Regions from separate parts of the Sus scrofa genome. Here region 2 is linked to region 1. A link is a contact called in public Hi-C data. All regions are on one chromosome and are shown on one strand. Each heading gives the region's core, a stretch centred on a gene start, on an enhancer-like site or on the middle of the called end of the contact. The rest is flanking DNA. Distances are from core to core; before and after follow the strand shown. Region 1 overlaps SLX4IP (protein SLX4IP). Region 2 overlaps LOC110257380 (a long non-coding RNA gene).

Region 1 (5,690 bases), core at 2,215-4,714:
CACAGTGACATTCTGTATAGTATTAGAGGGACTTGACCTGGGTGTCTTATTTGTTCTTAGTCTCGTAATTCTTTGGAGTGAAGACTAGTCTAATTCTTTTCACATGTCAGTTAGTAAATCTTCATTTATCCCTGACAGTCAAGACCCTGGGGTGGGCCCCAGAGACACAGACAAGGGTGATAATTGCCTGTCCCTATCCTTGGAGCTTTGTCATGAGAAATTAATGCGTCAGGATTTAAGCAGCAGGCGTTCCCATTGTGGCTGAGCAGGTTAAGAACCTGACATTTAGTGTCCATGAGGATGTGGGTTCCATCCCTGGCCTTGCTCAGTGGATTAAGGATCCAGCTTTGCTGCATAGGTCACAGATACAGTTCAGATCCACTGTGGCTGGGGCATAGGCCTCTGCTGTGGGTCCAGTTTGACCCCTGGCCTGGGAACATCCATAGGCCACAGGTGAGGCCCTAAAAAGAAGAAAAAGAATTTAAACAGCAATAGGTGAGGGAAACACAGAGACTTTCCTGCAGAGCTGAATTGTGAGCAAATAAGTACAGTAGTTTTGTTCGAATCTGTTTCTTTATGGGATGTCGTGGTAAAGCCATAGGTCACTAGTCCTTGGGGTGCTCTCTTTGTGTGTCAGTTTACAAGGTGGGCTGTAGTGCCAGGTGGCTGAGCTAGAAGTCAGGGGGCTTATGTTTCAGCCCTTACTACTGATTCTTGATTATGGACAGGTCAGTTAACTTCAGTTATCTGTAGCTATGTCACCAGCCAGCCCCCAACCTGTCATAATTCCTTGGGTCAGAAATCTAACTGGGCTGTTTTTCTGCTTTACATGACATTGACTGGGTCACTCACTTGGGTGCCTTCAGATACGGACTGGGCTGGAAAGCTCCAGAAGGCTTTGCGCCATTTTGGGTCCTCCTCCACGATGCCTCTCTCTCTTCACAAGGCATCTTGTCCTTCACTAGTCTAGCTTGAGCTCCCTTAACAGCTTGGCATCAGTTTCTTGGAGAACATGACGGTGGAAGCTGCTAGGCTTCCTAAGGGTTTCATCTGGATTGGAAGACTCTTTCTTCCACTATATTCTGTTGGTCAGCACATCACAAGGTCAGGAGGGAAGAGCAGTGTGCTTGTACGAAGGAAGGGAGCGATTGTGGGGACCATCTGTGAGGGCGTGTTACCACATCTATTCTTGTTTTTTTGCTGTTTTCTTTTTAGGGCCATGCCCACAGCATATGGAAGTTCCCAGGCTAGGGGTTGAATTGGAGCTGTAGCACCTGGCCTACACACCAGATCTGAGCTGTGTCTGTGACCTACACCACAGCTCACGGCAACGCTAGATCCTTAACCCACTGAGCGAGGCCAGGGATTGAACCTGCATCCTCATGGATACTAGTCGGGTTCATTACGGCTGAGCCACCAAGGGAACCCCACCGTGTCTATTCTTATCTCTTAAATGTTTTCTATCAAATGAGGTGTTGAATTAGCAAGTCTCTCAGGACCTGTCTAGCACTATGTTTTTATAATTCCATAAATTTTTATTAGAGGGAGTTTTGATGTGTGGTATAGTGCAAAGAATTTGGGCTTTGGAGGCAGAAAGGCCTGGGTTTGAATCAAGGGCTTAACATTGACCTGCACTTTGGGAGGTGATGAGCTTTTTTTTTTAAGTCTTTCTGAGCTTTTTGTACCTACCTGTTAACATGGGTTAATTAAATCGTGCTAATAAAAACTCCCTTCTGGGATAATTGTCCATAGAGTCATCACTTAGAAAGTGTCATTAGCATTTTTCTTCTTTCACTTTGTTACCTGATATGGGCCTTTTCAAAGTCAATAGTAGTTGAAGACATTAATTGTACTTCATCTTGCTTAATTCTGATATAAAGATGATTAAGTATTTAATCATGTTTTGCCAGTGCACAGATATTTTTCTGAAACCAGAAAAAATTATAAATTTCTATAATTATAAATTATTCCTAGAACATTGTTGTTATTTAGAAAGCATGCTTAAAAATAAGTATTTTGAAAATCCATTTTGATCTGTGAACAGTTTACTTATTTGGCATTTTGGTATCTTTTGTCTGGAAGAAAGAAAAAGCCATGTGGGGTGGCCAGCATTCAGTCTGGCAGTTTGAGCCGGCCGTGGATCCTGGCCTCTGCATCAGCGCTAGTGTGTAAGGCTGGAACATGTGCTTCTGCTGCCATCCTAACCGGGCCCGGAATGAAGCTCAGAGACAAAGGGGAGGAAGAGAAAAGACAGACTCCATTATTCTCTAAGGCACTGCTTCTCCAACTGTGTTCCCTGGACCAGCAGCATTAGCATCTCCTGCACTAATTGCACTATGTTTTTTTAATTTATTATTTTTTTTCATTTTTATTTTTTTCTGCACTTTTGGCATATGGAAGTTTCCGGGCCAGGGATTGAATCTGAGTCACAGCTGTGACCTATGCCATGGCTGCAGCAATGTGGGATCCTTAACTCACTGTGTCAGGGCAGAGATCAAACCTGTGCCTTAGCAGTGACCCATGCTGCTACAGAGACAACACCAGGTCCTTAACCCATTGCGCCACAGTGGGAACTCCTAATTGTACTATTTTTACCATAGTGTTATTATGAGAGTTAAACGAAATGGTGCATATTAGGCGCTTAGCAAAGGTAACCATTTTAATAAACATTAGACATTATGTCAGTAATAATCATCATGACAACAGATATTAATTATTGTGATTAACTTTTTTCTTCCAGGGTGTTTCATGAAGCAGCTTATTTTGCAATTTTTTAAAGCTACCAGAATTCCTATTCATTCTTTTAAAGAATTTTTGCGAATGATCTGTTGCCCTTAACAACATTGTACCTTGTCAAGTAAATGAAGACTTATGTAAGCAATGTCCGAAGGTGCTTCTTACAGAAGCTCATGATTCTGAAGAAGACATTCTTCTGTCTCAAGTGATGTTGAAAGGTCATATAATATAGTTATGCAAATATGGTCAGAGCCTTAATGTTATTAATGTCACTGAATAAGTCCCAGGCAATAACTCTGGAGTTTGCTTTTAAAAGCTGTTCTCTCTCTAGATGCCCCTTTCTTTCTTCGTTTTAGATATGTATCCTTAAACATCTCTATATGGAGTTTTTTTCTTTTTCCTTTTCTTTCTTCCCTTGCTTTCTCCTCCTCCCTTCTGTCTGTCTGTCAGTCTGTCTGTCTGTCAGTCTGTCTGTCTGTCTGTCTCTCTCTCCCCTTTTTTTTCCCATTTGTAGTCAAATAAGGATCATGGTTAACCCGAAAAGGAAGGCCCACAGGGTCTCCGGGTCCTGGGCCAAGCAGGCCTGGGTGGTGGGGACTGGAGCCTCTACACCTCAGCCCACTGCCTCGGTCACTTCCTCTTTCTTTCCCCCTTAACCACTATGTATAAGCCAGATCGCAAAGTGAAAAGCAGTTTATTTGTCTTTGCGGCCTGCTGATTCAGAGGCATGGGTGTTCTCTGGGGTGTCACTGTCTGACCGCTGAGCTGTCAACCATAACTTACCTCCGCCTCCCTCCCGGGGCCTCCATCCAGGACGGGAAGCATGTGCCTTCACGGAGGGAGCCTTGGGTTCAGGCTGTGGCCATTGCTTGGTGGCCTGTCTTGCGTGTGTGTGCTTCCTTGTCGTGACTTGATCGTTTGTCCTCATCCTCTTGTCCCTCCTTCTTTGGGCCAGCATGTGGAGCGGCTCATGTAAAGCTGCTCCTTTTTGGGGAGTGGGGTACCTAGGCCGAGCCAGGGGCCCCCGAGAGCATGGTGCTCCGGTTTCCAACAGTGTCCCCTGGGAGCGCTGCCTTCCCTGGGGGCCTGTGCCAGATGCCTGCCCCGAGTTTGATGTATTAGGTCCCGCACAGAATTGAACTGGGGTCTGGAGGGAGACAACACAAGGCACATGGAAAAGCACTGAGGTCGTCCTGCTCCTTCATAGACAACTGAGAATCCTTATGGGGTGAGGATCTGGAAGATTACTCAAGAGAACCTAGTGCCTTATTTAGAGAGTAAGGACTGTATCGGGCTGCTGCTAATCAGGGCTCTTTGGAGCAAGAAACAATGTGCCTGTGTCAAGTACTGGAACTGAAAAGGATGCTTTATGATAGGGGAGCGGAGTGCCCCAGAGAACCGGCATCCGGCTTTGTGCTTGAGCTTCGGGAAGGTCTGGGGACAGCATTGGGCCTCCCGTGGCAGCTCCATGGGCCTCTCTTTGAGAAGTGGACCCTTCTCTCTGCATTTTCTTTGTTACCTCCCTCTGCTGGCTCTCTCACTGCTCTCCCCCAAGTGTTGTAGATCACAGCGGTTCCTCACCTGCCAAGTGACATCTTTCACAAGTGCATTTATAAGTGCATTCTTCTCCAATAAGCACACTTCCGAAGATGTATCTGGGGAGGCATTCACCTTTGCCCTGATGACTGTGGTGCAGAGGCAGAGACACTTATGTGTACATGGCTGTCTCTGCCCCTGCCCACCCTTGGGCATGGCAGTTGTCAGGATCAAAGGCACAGACTACCCTAGGAGTTATAGAGTCGTATTTTAAGGTCGAGAAACTTTATTAAAGTTTCTCCTTGGCAGTTCCATAGACAGGCTTCTTACAGAACATAATGAGTACTTCAAGTGTACAGAGGCCTCTGGGGCATCCAAGATGCAGCTGGAATAATCTGACCCTTGAGAAGATTCTCTTGGTTACCGGAGATGAAATATCTTGATTACTTACAGTGTGCAGCTTGCATTATTGTTGGTGTGTGTGTGTGTGGAGGCATTTGAAGGTGGTTCACACGTTTGGTGTGTATATGTCCTGACAAACCAAAATATTGCCACAATCCAGAAAAATATCCATGAGGATGTCATTCTAATAAAATTTCTTTTTATTTTTTTTGATAGTATTTAATTTTTATTAAAGTATAGTTGATTTACAGTGTTGTGCCAATCTGCTATACAGCCAAGTGACACAGTCATACATATATATACATTCACTTTCTTATATTATCTTCCATCATGGTCTATCCCAGGAGCTTGGATATAGTTCCCTGTGCTATACAGTAGGACTTCATTGCATATCCATTCTTTTTTTTTTTTTTAATTTATTGTTGTTGTTGTTGTTGTTGTTGCTATTTCTTGGGCCGTTCCCGAGGCATATGGAGGTTCCCAGGCTAGGGGTTGAATTGGAGCTGTAGCCACCAGCCTATGCCAGAGCCACAGCAACTTGGGATCCGAGCCGCATCTGCAACCTACACCACAGCTCACGGCAACGCCAGATCGTTAACCCACTGAGCAAGGGCAGGGACCGAACCCGCAACCTCATGGTTCCTAGTCGGATTCGTTAACCACTGCGCCACGACGGGAACTCCTGCATATCCATTCTAAATGTAATAGTTTGCATCTACTACCCTAAACTCTCCCAGTCTATCCCACTCTCTCTCCCTCCTCCTTGGCAACCACAAGTCTGTTCTCCATGTCTGTGAATCTGTTTCTGTTCCTTAGATAGGTTCATTTGTGCCATATTTTAGATTTTGCATGTAAGTGATATCATGTGGTATTTGTCTTTCTCTTTCTGTCTTCACTTAATGTGAGAATCTCTAGTTGCATCCATGTTGCCACAAATGGCATTATTTCATTCTTTTTTATGACTGAGTAGTGTTCCATTGTGTATATACACACCACATCTTCTTAATCCATTCATC
Region 2 (5,690 bases), core at 1,317-3,816, 900 kb after region 1:
ATTCTTTTTTTTTTTTTAACTTTTTAATAAGATTTTCTATGCTATTCCTATTTTACCTTTTTCTGTTATTTTGGAGATCTGTCTATATCACCGTACCCAAATCTATTTCTGTTCTTTGACTATTGAACACTATTTTGCTATACTGATAAACTGTCTCTAAAATGAACATTTAGCAGCTCCTCCCCTTCCTTCTTCTCCTGCTCCTCCTCCCTCCTTTTTTTTTTCTCTCACCATTATCATGCTCTTGTATATAAGGAAGTGTACCTAAAGAAAAAATCAGAGCACTTTGGTGGCACTAAGGACACATGTTCTAGTTTTCATAGGTATTGCTAAGTTACTCTTCAAAGAGATCGTAACAGTTTTTACACTTAATGTTTGAACGTGTATTTTTCCCACTGCCTCACCAACACCATATAATGAAAACCTTAACAGTTTTTTGGCCACTTTTAATATATGAAATCTTAGAGTTTCCTGGTGGTTCACTGGGTTAAGGACCCAGCATCGTCATTGCTGAGGCTCAGGTCACTGCAGTGGCATAGGTTTGATCCCTGGCCTGGAAACTTGGCCTACACCACAGCCACAGCAATGCAGGATCAGAGCCGCATTTGCGACCTACACCACAGCTCATGGCAACACCAGATCCTTAACCCACTGAGTGAGGCCAGGGATCAAACCTGCATCCTCATGGATCCTAGTCAGGTTCATTAACTGATGAGCTGTGAAGGGAACTCCTGCCTGGAAACTTCCATACGCCATTGTTTTGGCCAAAAAAAGGTAAGAAATCATATCTCATTATTAATTTATTTTGCATCTTTCAATTATGTATAAAATTTAACGTCATTCTACTTCTTGTAAACGCTTGTGGTTTTTTTTTGTTTTGTTTGTTTTTCCTGCTTGTGCCCTTGTTTTACCTTCTCTATTTATTTGGTATTTTTCTTACTGATTAATAAACCTCCTTACATACTGAAAACATTATCTCCTATAATATACAATACAAATATTTCCCCTGCTTATTATCGTTCTTTGAGCCTGTTCTTTAGATATTGAAATATTGATTAGAAAATCATATAAATTTTCCACTACAAATTATATAACACATTACCAATGTTCTCTTCTAGAACTTTATTTTTAATTACATTAAAAAGTAATTGAATGTGCAATTTATTCTGGGATAAAGAGAAAGAAAGAGATCCAACTTTCAGAAAGACAAAGCAGTTTTCCCAGAACTTTTTGTTAAATAATCTGACAATTTTTTGTTACTCATTTCAAATGTCTCCTTTGATACAGTTTCATTTTTCTTTTTCTTGGCTGTGCCCATGACATGCAGAACTTCCCAGGCCAGTGATCAAACCCTTGTCACAGTAGGGACAATGCCAGATCCTTAACTTGCTGACCCATGAGGAAACTCCACGCTTTCGATTTCCATATGCATTTTACATAATTTTTGACTCTATCATTTCCTATTGATCAGAATATATTATGGCCAGAATGTCACTTTGAAATAAGAGTTTGTTATTGCTTCCACAATATTTTGAAATTTTCACACTGACCTGAATCCACAAACCAGTGGAGGTACATTAAGAGCTGGGGGAAAGTCTTCTCAGAAGTCTTCTTCAGAAGTGAGCTTTTTAAAGTTTAAGTTCCATAAAAATTGATTTTCCTTAAGGATATTTCACTTACTCCCTGCGGTTCTCTCTTTATATATAACATTGCATCTGAACAGGAAGGTTGTTGGATGGTTTGTACCTTCCTCCTTCATTTCCTTAGTAAAGACATTTTTAGATCGTATCTTACATGGGCACCATTCTACATGCTGGGCAAACAACACTGAATAATTCAGATGGACCTTCACAGTGATATTATAGTAGGTGGAGACAGGGCACCATTTTTAAAAATAGCAGAATTTAGGTGTACCAAGGGATGCGATGGAAGGGTCAAAGTGTAGGTAAAGAATAACTTAGGTGGAGCCAGGTGAGATAAAGTGTAAGACAGTGACTCTGAGGAGTTGACATCTAAGTTGGTGTCTCCGAGCCATACGAAAAGAGTCACCATCCTTCTCTTCTCAGCGCTACCCTGGGCTCTGCGTACCATCTGTCATGTCCTTGCAGATATTTACTGAATGAATAAGTCAATAATGGCCAATGGTTACCAAAGGAGACAGACTGGAGCGATGGACTGGAGATTTGGGATTGGCATATGCACACTGAAGTATATGGGATGATTGGCTGACAGGGACCTGCTGTATAGCACAGGGAACTCTACTCAATATTCTATGATAATGTTTGTGGGAAAACAAGCTGAATGAGAATGGATGTGTATATAGGTATAACTGAATCACTTTGCTGTACAGCAAAATTTATCACAACATTGTAAATCAACTATACGGCAATAAAACTTTAAAAAATGAAAAAAAAAAATGGCCAAAGGTCCAGGCCTTGGCTCTGGGAAGCACTTTGGTTAATGTTGTCTTTAAAGTTCTATTTTGAAGAGCTGTTTAGACAAGTCCCAAGGTAGATTTTTACTTTGCGGGGTGGGGGAAGAGATTTTCCTTCAGTTTTTATTCATTACTTATTGCAAAAGTGATTTTGCAATGACTGATTTCAACATTTCTCCCTGGGCTTCTAAACCACCCTGGTCTCAAGCAAGCCTGAGCAAGTTTCCAAAAACAGGGTTTTTTCTTCAAGCCTGACCTCCCAATCTGCCACAAGGAAGCTTTGTACATCCACACCTGTGTGGGGCACAAGTGGAAGTGCAATGGAAGTGAAAACAAGCCCAGTAGGCCCAGGTGGTATATTTGCAGAATCTTGCTTCTCCCAAAACATTTCCTGTGAATCACAAAAGCTCACGCTTCGATATGGTCTCTGAGGCTTGATTTGTAGTGGATTATACATGAGCCCCACCTTGTGCTTCTCCACAAATATTTCCACTGGATCATTTCTAAGGCAAAGAAATTCAAACACACTTAGGAAACTTGCTATTCATTGATTAGTTGAGTAAAAAATAAACAGTGAAAAAAAAATCAGAATGCATGAAATGAATGTTTCAGTCTTTGACCAATTTCTTTTTTGTTTGTTTTTATTTAAGACTGAAAGCTATTGGCTTTTTCTGCTATAGTTTCCTTTTATAATTATTGATCTCTATTAGCATTACAATTGTAAATACCTGATATGAATTTCTCTCTTTGATCTGTCTTACTTGTCAATCAACAGTCTTTTAAGCTGTAGATTCTTTCTTTCCTTCTTGACATTTGCCATTGTTTTCCACCCTGAATGCCTGGCCTCTGTTGTTCTCAAAAGCTGCCCAGAATCACTAAGAGAGTATACTGTAGTATCAAGTACCATGGCTTCAGGCTTTGCTGCAGCTGCCCACTTTCTAAAAGCTCCCTTTATTCTTTGCAACTGCGCTTATCCAATTCAGACTGACAAATATCAGTTCTTTCTCCCTACCTTTCATGCAAAAAAAAAAAAAAAAATTCCCCAAAGAAAACCCAAAACCCCTGAAAGTGTAATGAATCCCTCCCTTTGCTTAGTGTACATTAATACACCTTGTAATTGCCTTTCCCTGTTGGTTTTGGTCCTTTGCCCTTTTATCCTTTTCTTTTGTACTCAGGCTTCCTCAGCATGACCATTCCCAGCCTTGGAATCCAAGTTGCAAATGCAGAAAACATGCCCATCCATTTAGGATAAACTGAGTAGCTTACATTAAAGAGGCCACAGCACATCATCTGGTGGTACTGCTGGCTAAAAGCACCCATTGCTTGGTTCTCGAGAAAGCAGGAAGTCTTGGATTCAAGACTAATGACTTAGGAGCTCAAGAGAACACTGCGGGGTCTGGTGGAGGTGAACCCTCTAGTAGTATATTAGTATAGTATGGTATATGTATATAGTATAGATACAGTAGTATGTAGCATATTTTTCAATCAGCCTCCTGGAGAAATCTGGAGTCTGCCAACCATTACCTCTGGGGTGATCTCACTGGTTATATGATTCTGTGCAGCTCCTCTGCTGTTTCACTTGCCAATTTTAAGTAAGAATAGCTATGCTAGTAGGAATAGCCACATTTTACAGTATCCAATTAACACTTGAGGAGAGTGCCCTTGGGGAGGTCATTTAAAGCAAACGTAAAGACTGCCTAGTCTCTACTAAGTGGAATATGTGAGCTCTTCATTTAATATAAGTCATTAGACAAGAATCAAGTCTTTCCTTACAAGGAAACTACAGAGTTTTTCTAAAGTTATTTTTTGTTGCTTTATAGAATAATCAAATGGCTGTTAAAATTCTTACAGAGTCATGGGTACCATGGCCCCTTTAGGATATGAGTGGGCCTGTTCTTCAGACCTCAAGAACTCCAGGGCTGGACAGGGGCTTAGAGACAGGATTGAAATAGGGAAACAGTAAGGATCCTTTCTGAGGCCATATTCTTTTTTTTTTTTTTTTTTTGTCCTTTTAGGGCCACACCAGCAGCATATGAAAGCTCCCAGGCTCAGGGTCGAATTGGAGCTATCTATAGTAGCCGGCCTACACCACAGCCACAGTAAAGCCAGATCTAAGCCACATCTGCAACCTACACCACAGCTCAAGGCAATGTCGGATCCTTAGCCCACTGAGGGAGGCCAGGGATCGAACCTGCATCCTCATGGATGCTAGTCAGATTCATTTTGACTGACCCACGATGGGACCTCCCCTGAGGCCATAGTCAATGGCTCTCTGACCTAACCCTTTGCTACTCAAAGAGTGGTCTGTGGACCAGTAGCAACAGCATCACTGGCATCACCTGAGAGCTGGTTCAAAATGCAGCAGCATATCAGGCCTCAACCACCTACCACATCAGAATAAGTTTTATAAGATCTCCAGATGATTCACATGTAAATTTGAGAAGCCCTAGTTTACCATAACCTCTTATTTTCCTGAAGAATAAACTAATGCTCAAAGAAATAAAATACATTGCCCAAGGTCACTGAGTGAATTTATGGTGCAAAGACCCAGGGCCACACTACGTGAGTCATGATGTCCATTCTAGATAACCATCTCCTTTCCTTCCAGGTATCTGGTTTCTTCATAGATATCCCAGGGCCAGCCAAGGTCCCACATGGGCCAACCGTCTCCAGATTGATTTGGACATTTCCCAAATCACCTCTTCCATCAGAACTTTCCACAATGGCAAAGGTATTCTGTATCTGCACTGGCCAATGGCCACTTGTGGCTATTGAGCACTGAAAATGAGGTTGCTGTAGGAGATCCTGTTGTGGCTCGGCGGGTTATGAAACCGACTACTACCCATAAGAATGTGGGTTCAATCCCTGGCCTCCCTTAGTGGGTTAAGGATCCCATGTTGCCTGGGAGCGGCAGTATAGGTAGCAGATGAGACTCAGATCCCAAGTTGGTGTGGCTGTAGTGTAGGCTGGCAGCTGCACCTCCAATTCAACCCCTAGCCTGGGAACTTCCATATGCCACAGGTTCTTGCAGTAGATGGAGAACCAGAGGAGGGCAACTGGGGGAAGAGTGAAATCTCAGTCTCAAGGGCATATTCACCACTCAATTCAACAGGAAAGAGGAACTCCAGGACTTTTGCTTTGATAGCTAGTATGATGGCAGTTTTTCAGCTCCTGTTCTGATAAAGTAAGTTGTATCTGTTGCAATTTCCAGGAAGACTATACCGGAAAAAAATCTCTGGACTGTCATTTATGAACT

What was found. A called contact is a pair of places that touch in the nucleus more often than the background predicts.
Region 2: a Hi-C map of retroperitoneal adipose tissue shows a contact between it and region 1, with 1.5 times the contacts expected there. The contact joins two enhancer-like sites. A contact is called at or near these places in 2 of 47 Hi-C or Micro-C datasets (embryonic fibroblasts and retroperitoneal adipose tissue).

What each region holds. Positions count from the first base shown.
Region 1 is chr17:19,406,542-19,412,231 of Sscrofa11.1, forward strand. The region is part of intron 2 of SLX4IP (protein SLX4IP); the gene reads left to right. Among named protein-coding and RNA genes, the nearest start is that of SLX4IP, 46 kb to the left of the region's middle. Within about 2 kb of position 3,465, at least 13 of the 83 cell types and tissues checked have an H3K27ac peak or open chromatin away from gene starts, as enhancers often do. A contact at or near this core is called in retroperitoneal adipose tissue, where this site is marked.
Region 2 is chr17:20,310,210-20,315,899 of Sscrofa11.1, forward strand. The region is part of intron 2 of LOC110257380 (a long non-coding RNA gene); the gene reads right to left. Among named protein-coding and RNA genes, the nearest start is that of TRNAC-ACA, 150 kb to the left of the region's middle. Within about 2 kb of position 2,567, at least 5 of the 83 cell types and tissues checked have an H3K27ac peak or open chromatin away from gene starts, as enhancers often do. A contact at or near this core is called in retroperitoneal adipose tissue, where this site is marked.